Regions from separate parts of the Mus musculus genome. Here region 1 is linked to region 2. Evidence: chromatin contacts called from public Hi-C data. All regions are on one chromosome and are shown on one strand. Each heading gives the region's core, a stretch centred on a gene start, on an enhancer-like site or on the middle of the called end of the contact. The rest is flanking DNA. Distances are from core to core; before and after follow the strand shown. Region 1 has its middle 79 kb from the start of Gm34753. Region 2 holds the start of Pde1c (phosphodiesterase 1C).

Region 1 (4,066 bases), core at 257-2,756, 87 kb before region 2:
GAATTACATTTCCTCCCTTCTTTGTGTTTTTGCAAGACCAAACTCTCAGTGTGTAACAACAGATTGTATACATTGTTTACTCAGACCCAAGCTGATACGTTGCTTTTATCAGAATGAAACAGAATTACAATATTACCCAGGGCTCCTCTGCAGGCAGTATATTTGGATGCCTCTGTTAGGCACACTATAAAGTGATCTGTGGCTACCCCTAGTTTACATTCTTCTCATTTGCTTGTGCCCTTGTCTTTTCTCAGTCCATTAAACTTACCCTGCATGGTTCCTGCTCCCTGTAGCTGAGCCCCCTTCCCTAAAAGCTACAGACTGCTTCCTTGAGGCCTGAGATGTCCCCAGTGAATCTTATCCTCCTTATAAAAGACCTTCTGAAGCATGGACCGTTCTTCTTGGTCTACGTTGTACATCTGTGTTTTCTCTTATGTGACAGTGTAAACACTGTGTTGTATCTCAGAGGATGAAGGAAGTGAAAATATTGGGTTAAAACACTTAGGTTTCTTTCCCCTCACTCTATGACCCAAGAGTTTCAATCTTTGGAGACAAAATACGCTAGTGTTCAAGTGTTGAGGAAGCAGGTCCGATGGTCACTAAGGCAATTCCCATCAGATATCATAGCACTTCTCAGCTCATCGTGAGTACTGGACAGTGACACATTGGAACCTGACTGCTCCTTCTCCTACTGTGCTTATGGCTACAGATAACTGCTAACAGAGCTTATGAGTCAAGTGGATTTACAGACCATCTGGAAGGGTTATGGAATACTCGACAAGAAAGTAAGAGGAAGGAGGTACGTCAGGGACACAGAGGAGAGTGTAGGAAAATGGGTAGGTACCAAATAGGGAAGAAGGCGGAGGAGCACACAGCTGGGTTTGGGAGCAGGAGGAGCAGATGAGATGGAGTGGGCTCAGTGGAGCTGCTTGCCTCCTGCACCTGAGCCACACTATTTTTGGTATCCTGAAGGCTTAGTTTACCTGTGATCTCCCTCACGGGGCTTTTGATATTATTGGAAGAGACTCATGTGATTTTTGTTTCTGTATTTTTGTCTCTATTTAGTCAGAGGCATTTCATGCTTTCAAATCAGCCTAAAATAAATTGGAGTGGGGGAAGTTTTAGTTTTCATTTCGTCAGAGAAGACTTTCCAGCCAGTGCCCCCGGGAGACTATACTGTGGATACTCTATGTACTGGGCGTGGGTTTGCTTCTAGCGGGGCCTGTTGGGAACCTCCGCTGGTACTTTTCTTCCAGCTTTCCTCTAGGGATTCTTGACCCACAGAGGAACTATCCGGTGCCCATGCATGGAAAGCCCTCAGAAACCATTTCTGAGGGTTAAGTCAGAAAATTAACAACTCCTCTGACGATCTTTCTAGAATCTAGCCCTACTTGACCTATTTTTGATACATTTAATTATATCATTGTTTTACTTAAGAGGTCATCAGAGGAGTGACCTTGAAAACATAGTTAGGCACACAGATCCCACGAGAAGAGAGGAAGATGCGTCATACTCTGGGGCCACATGGGAAGTGCTTGGATTGGTCATTGACAGAGGAAGATGCAAGCCTGTGTGGCCAAGAGCCTCATTGTAGCTTTCCTGGGAAGGAACAGGTGAGGCTTAGATTGGCCTGTCTGAAATGGGTTCTGGAGTATCAGAGATGCTTCAGTATCTGACCTTTGTGTACGTCTAGATGACAATCACCCTGACTATGGGAGACTAAGATGGGGAGTGTCCAAATGTCTTGGCTTTTATTTGAAAAGTAAACTTCAGATAGGACTTCTCAGGGTTAGGTGGCAAGTGAGGCAGGAGACTAAGATAGGGTAACTCAGGAATATTATTGAATTGTCTGGAAGAGACATGTCTAGTACATGAATACAGGGCAAAGGTTCAAATGCTGTTTTTGAAAAGCAGAAACCTGTTGACACTGATGGGAACTCCTGGATGTACTTGGCCATGCTTGGTCCTCCTCTTACTGTATTTCCTGTGATTCTTCACTATGTTGCTTGTGATATGATACATGTTTTACTTTAAAAATTGAAACTAATTTTGCTCACATTTTATTTTTGTGTTTTCTTTCCTTTCTGAATAATAGTTATCTTTTTACTAATCAAACTGGTCATCAAACATGTTCTCAATGTCTCCTGAATGTGACCATGTGTTCATACTGAGAGAGCCACATGCCTCTTCTCTTCCTTGACCATTTTTTTCCTGTGTGACTTTTCCTTCTGAAATAAAAGCTTTCATTTCCAGCATTTTAATTTTAATTAAATTTAAATGAATTAATTTAAATTTAATTCCACATGTTAATTTTCTACAGCCTACATAAAATTTAGGATTACGGTCTCATGGCTCCCACCAAGTCTAAAAATTCGTTCTAGTGTATGTTTGTATGTATCCTTAGAATTGATCTCTTAGAGCAGGTAGAATGACTTGGTAGTAGGCTTCTTGACTAGCAGGTATAGAATCCTGGGTTTAAGTTCCACTGCCACAAGGACTTTAAAATTTCTCTAGGCATGCATTGTTCTGTAATTATCAGAAGATATTGGCTCACTCTTAAGATCAGTTACAGCTATCATTTTATATAGATAGATAGATAGATAGATTCACATATATATATATATATATATTTAGATTCATATGTTTATGTCTGCATACAATTTTAGATTTTATTTATTTTAATATTAACTTACACAGTTCAACAATATAAAATATTTATCAACGTAAAATAATCCTTTCATATCTACCCTAATTTCTCTATTACTATTTCATCCACTATATTATTTACATAGGTTTTGCTCCTTTTAAAATTTCTTCTTGTTTCTTACTGGAGAGAGAATAAAATATAAACTTTATGTATATCACCCCGAATTAAATATATCCTTTTCATCAAATAGAGTTATTTCCATTGGGAATATTGTTCAGTGGCACAGATGCTTAGAATATGAATACATTGCAGGTAGTTCAAGTGGCCGGTAGGTGGTAGTAGCCTAATTACAACAGAATTCCTCAAGTGAGGGCAGCAAATGTTAGCCATGGCTCCTTTGGAGTTGCTAAAGGCTAATATCTTTAAGAGCACACAAATGTGTTGGTGAGTTGATTTAGTTGTTAAAGAAACCAGGAAAATATTTCAATTATTTGGAACACACAATGCTTCATCTTAATTGTCAACTTGATCAGGTTGATGGATGTCTGGTACACGAGTCAAATACACTCTGGGTGTGACTGTGGGGTGCTTCCAGAAACAATTACATCATAGGAACTTAAAGTATCTCCTGATAGACAATTTGGTGACATTATGGGGCTTAAGAAGGAAGGTGGTCCCTTGTTGGAGGAATTGGTCACTAGGGCTATGTAACTGGGAGCTATATTTTGTCCTGGTTTCTTCCTATATTTCATTCTCTCTTCTTCCTGTTGCCATGATGTAAGTTCTTTTTTTATGCCTTCTTTGCTGTGATGGATGAATGCTACAAAAACCATGAGCCAAAATAAATCTTTTCTACCTTATGTCCTTTATATCAGGCATCCTGTCATAGTGACGCAGGGGCAGGGTAGGTATCCAGCACAGCAAATCCTAAGGCAGACAGATAATTAAGACCAGCAGGAGAGCAGAAATGAATTTGCTTAATAGTCATAAAACTGTCAAGACTTGTCAGTTTCTGCAAGAAAGTAATTAGTTGTATTTCATTTGATAAGGGTTTTTTTTTTTTTTTTTTTTTTTTTTCTGTAGGCAAAAATCATGTTACCCATCTGTTTTCTTTAATTTCAGGGTATAAAATAAGTTCAAGATAATGAAAGTGGTGATAACCTGGGTTGGGTGAGCGGCACAGGCTCTCCACAAAGCTATTCATTTCAAAGACTAGCGCTCTTCCTTCATAGTGTTTCTTTATCACCCGAACTTAATCATCCACCTCTTCCTGTCGCTTCCACTTGAGGTTTTTTTCCCAAACTACCTTTGCAAGATGGAGGTTTTTGTCCTGATGCTTATCACCCCATGCTAACAAGATGGCTGCGGCAGCTCAAATACTATTGTCACCTTTCAGCAGGAAGACGGAATGAAGAGGAG
Region 2 (3,974 bases), core at 507-3,006:
TGGAATTCCTTATTAAATAGATGCTATTTGAAATATCCTATTTAAAAAAAACTTTGAAAATCATCTTTGACACTTTGAAATTATCTTCCAGGAGACTTCTAGTTTCAGAAATCATGACTGGTCTAAAATAAGGCAAATTTATGTATTTTATCAACTTTCTAATATAACGGTAGTTTCAAAAATATCTAATGTGACACTAAATCTTGACTTCAAAGATTCTCAGTAAGTTTTCTTATCTTTTCTCTCATCTGCTAGATTGTAATGAAAGCATGTTTGTTTTCCTTCTAACATGGGCTTATTTGACCTAATCAAATCCAGTAATATCTGCCTTCCTTTCCCCAAATCTCTCTACATGATTTCAAAGAATTGTATGGGTGGAAGAGACAGGAAACTTTTTTGCTTATATTTGTCACTTTGGACATGCAGACAATGTGATCTTGCGATGGGGACACTTTTCTGAGGCCAGAATAATGGTGCTCAACTCCAGTTCTGGTTGTTCCTGGTTTGGTTCTCGTTCTTGCAGGTAACTTCCTGCTATTCCCATTTCCTTGTTGAAAAGCGGTGATAATATCAGACTCACAGACTGTTGTGTGAGCAGAGAACTGTTAGCACAGTGTTCGGACCAGAGAAAGGTTCCTGTACTTGGCACAGTGCTTGTTATCCGAATGATTATTACATGTCTGAATTTGGTCAGCAGGTCCTCACTCAGGGCACACATGCACGCTAATGGAAATACCATAGTTTCAGCCCACACTTCTGTCTTCTAGCCCCCAGACAAGTTGGCAAACTATTTCCCTTTTTGGCATACCATTTCCCAAGTCACTGTTATCAGCTGGGTGAATGTGAATAAGTAATTATATTATTCAGGTAAATGCCCTCCACACTAATATATAGCAGCTGTTTAATATTACCTTTGCCTAGTAGCAATGCTTTAATTCAGTGGAGGTGTACTTTATGCCTTTATGTACCTTTAAGGATGGATGAATAGACTGACTTTTGAATCTGTGACAAATGAGGGCGACTTTTTTTCTGATCCACCTAGGTATCTTTGCTAGAGTATATGGCCAATTACTGGGAAATGATTGCTAATTACCCAATTCATTGAGCAAGTGAAAGGTATATACCCTTGTTTTATTCCTTTGCCAAATCATATGAATGGAACTTGACTTGACCAATGAAAAGTTGTTCTTGTCTTTAAGTTGATCCCTAACCCTAGATGCTTTCCTCTTTCCAACCTGGTCCCGTTCTGCTGGGCAATTATGTTATTGACATTGTGCATGACCAAGGGGACCATCTAGCAGGGTGGTGCAGCTGTGTGGAGCTGACAGACTGCCAAAGTCAACAGCTGCGTAGCCAGCGCACAGCGGAGCCGCCTAGAAGGCTTGTAGCATTATTTGAAGAAACTCTTTTGTTGTAATATCTGTTTTTGAAAGGGGGGGGAGAGAGAGAGAGGGAGGGAGGGAGGGAGGGAGGGAGAGAGAGAGAGAGAGAGAGAGAGAGAGAGAGAGAGAGAATGAGAATCAATTTTATTAGTAAGAAAACACCAGGGCTTTGTGCTGGGAAGCCCCAGATTTCCCTTCCTTGGGGCGCGGAGCCCTGTTCTTTATGCAGTGCGGGCAGCCATCATTGTAGGGCATAGGGCTGGGTGGCCAAGGGCTGCCTGTGGGGGCAGGTGTGGTACTCCTGCCCTGCTGACAGTGTTATCCCCTCCCTCCCCACACGGGGTGCCAGCCCTGTCACTAGCCCCAAGCCAACAAAAGACTTTTCTCACTTGTCAGTTCTTGCATGTCAGCAGGGCTTGCTGGTAAGTGAGGGGCACTGAGGCGGAGCAGGCAGGGCGCAGGGCGCAGGGCGGAGCTGGGCAGGGGTCTGAGCACCCCGCGGCTCACCCTGCTGCTCAGGCTCATCCTACTCCACCCAGCTCCTCACTTTCTCCCCTCTTTTTACCACTCAGTTCTCCTCTTGCCTCCAAATCCTCTGGGGAGCCGCCGGTAGCTTCTTTGGCTTTGTTTGAAGGGAAAAAGAACAGGAACAGAGTCGAGGCGCTTTCTCCCGGACACAGTCCTTATCCCTGTCCCTGGCAGTAGTAAGCATCATGGCTGGTTTCCACAGCTGCCTCCAGCGCGCACCTGGGGCCGGAGTCCCCTGTGATCCTTGCAGGCTCTGAGCCATCTCTGGGGACGCTGCAGGGGAAGTGACAAAGTGACTGAAAGACTCACTGGGCTGGACCCAGCAAGGAGAGGAGGCTGGGAAGGGACTACACAAACTCTCTCCACCTCACCCTCAGTGAGAACCTGCAGCTATGGAGTCTCCAACCAAGGAAATTGAAGAATTCGAGAGCAACTCTCTGAAACACCTGCAACCTGAGCAGATCGAGAAAATCTGGCTTCGGCTCCGCGGGCTGTAAGTACACCTCCCTACTCCCTGACTCCCTTGCCCTCTTTCCCTCTCTCGTCCCTATTTTACTGCGCATCCACAGTCACCATTCCTTACCCCTCACTGCAAGCCCTTTGAACTCAGTGGTAGAAGTTCCACAACTGTCTCTGTAAACTACAGTCTAGGCTCCTACCTTCTAACGCAGCAGCAGAAAGGGCGGCTTTTCTGTCCTGATGCTTTGCTCTTTACAAGTCTTGTTTTATTTGAGAAGGGGCCGGGCATACCCTCCTGAATACACACTTGTGATGCAAGTAGCAAGGAGGTGTTTCCGGTCCGTTTGCCCAGGGAGAGAAGTTTGGTGAGGGACTTTTAACTAGAAATTTTCTTTGTAAACTGTTTGCAAGCATGTTGGTAGATCATCCAGTGACTTAGTAACTGTTCAGATTCAGATAGACACTTTTGCTGATAATTCTGTCTGCCTACTCTCTAGCTCGGTTCAGGTCCTGATATTTTCTTAGGACTCTTCCTGGCAGGTTTTGCTTAGAGAAGGGTGGGCTGTTTTTAGAGAAAGTGCACATCAGATACACACGGGAACAGCACAAATGGTGATACAGAGAGAGCTCTGAACTTGAGTCACTTCACCTCGTTCTTTCTGGTTTAGTTGCTGAGGACTGAGGTGACTTCAGAGTATATTTTCCTTTATTACACATTCACGACCAGTGATTCCTTGTCAGCTGACACACAGCTCCCATTGATGCTGCTCACAGCAAGTAGGTGATTATTGTGTCAGATATTCGACTTCAGCGATCTACTGTAATTTTGAAAACCCTTTGCAGGTTTTCTGAACTTACAAGGATGGTGAGAGAGAAATAGCTCCTTGCTATGCGTCTGCCATCAGTGCTTTTGAAAGCATTGCATACATATCCAAGAAGCAAAGCCAAATAAATCAAGAAGGTGCTGATCTGATCTGACCTCATCTTAGGGAAGATCACATCCTGGCAGGATATTTAGAATTACTAAGGGAAGACGCTAAAGTTGTGTTCATTTCTTTCAGGGTCCCTATTCAGGGGTATACTTTATAAAAAGCATTCCATCTAGAATGGAAGAAGCCCATTGCCATTGATTTTGTAGGACGCCTTGCCAAGGAATTTGCTTTTTTGACTTGTATAGCTAATGTAAGTGGAGACTGTAAACTTACTTGGAAAACTGGTCCCTGGCTGGCAGGCTCTCTGGCCAGCTTATGCGGCTTATGTGGAAGCTCTTTTCAGAGATGTGTTTACAGGAAGCTCATGTACAGTGTCCTGAGCGATAGATAATCTTGTCATACTGTGCCACACACAGAACGTTTGTTAGGTCCACAAAACTTAGGGCCGAGGTGTGCACTGTGAAAGCAGAGTTAGGCTGGTGTTCTTGCCTTTCCAGCCAGAGGGACACATGGCTACAATCTCCGGAACTGTTTCTCTAGAGGTTTTACAAGCTAAAGCCATTCCACAAAGCTACTGAGGCTAGAAACAGCTTTTGGTTAGCTCAGCATAGCTCAGGTGGGAACTCATGTGAGAAGCATTTAGCTTTACACCACACGGTCTTGGTCTTGCAGC

The links. A called contact is a pair of places that touch in the nucleus more often than the background predicts.
Region 1: a Hi-C map of olfactory sensory neurons shows a contact between it and region 2, with 2.2 times the contacts expected there. The contact joins the enhancer-like site here to the promoter of Pde1c in region 2. A contact is called at or near these places in 1 of 39 promoter capture datasets (embryonic stem cells), 8 of 484 Hi-C or Micro-C datasets (cardiomyocytes, cerebellar granule neurons, cerebellum and 5 more), 2 of 115 datasets of contacts at active chromatin or transcription factors (a beta-TC-6 cell line and stem cell-derived neural progenitor cells) and 2 of 9 other capture datasets (adipose tissue and pancreatic islet).

The regions. Positions count from the first base shown.
Region 1 is chr6:56,447,036-56,451,101 of GRCm38.p6, reverse strand. It overlaps a transcript of Pde1c not described here. Among named protein-coding and RNA genes, the nearest start is that of Gm34753, 79 kb to the right of the region's middle. Within about 2 kb of position 1,506, at least 5 of the 459 cell types and tissues checked have an H3K27ac peak or open chromatin away from gene starts, as enhancers often do. A contact at or near this core is called in olfactory sensory neurons, where this site is marked.
Region 2 is chr6:56,360,174-56,364,147 of GRCm38.p6, reverse strand. Pde1c (phosphodiesterase 1C) reads left to right here and starts at 1,756. Exons shown (of 19, transcript NM_001159953.1): 1 at 1,756-2,403. The coding sequence starts at 2,303.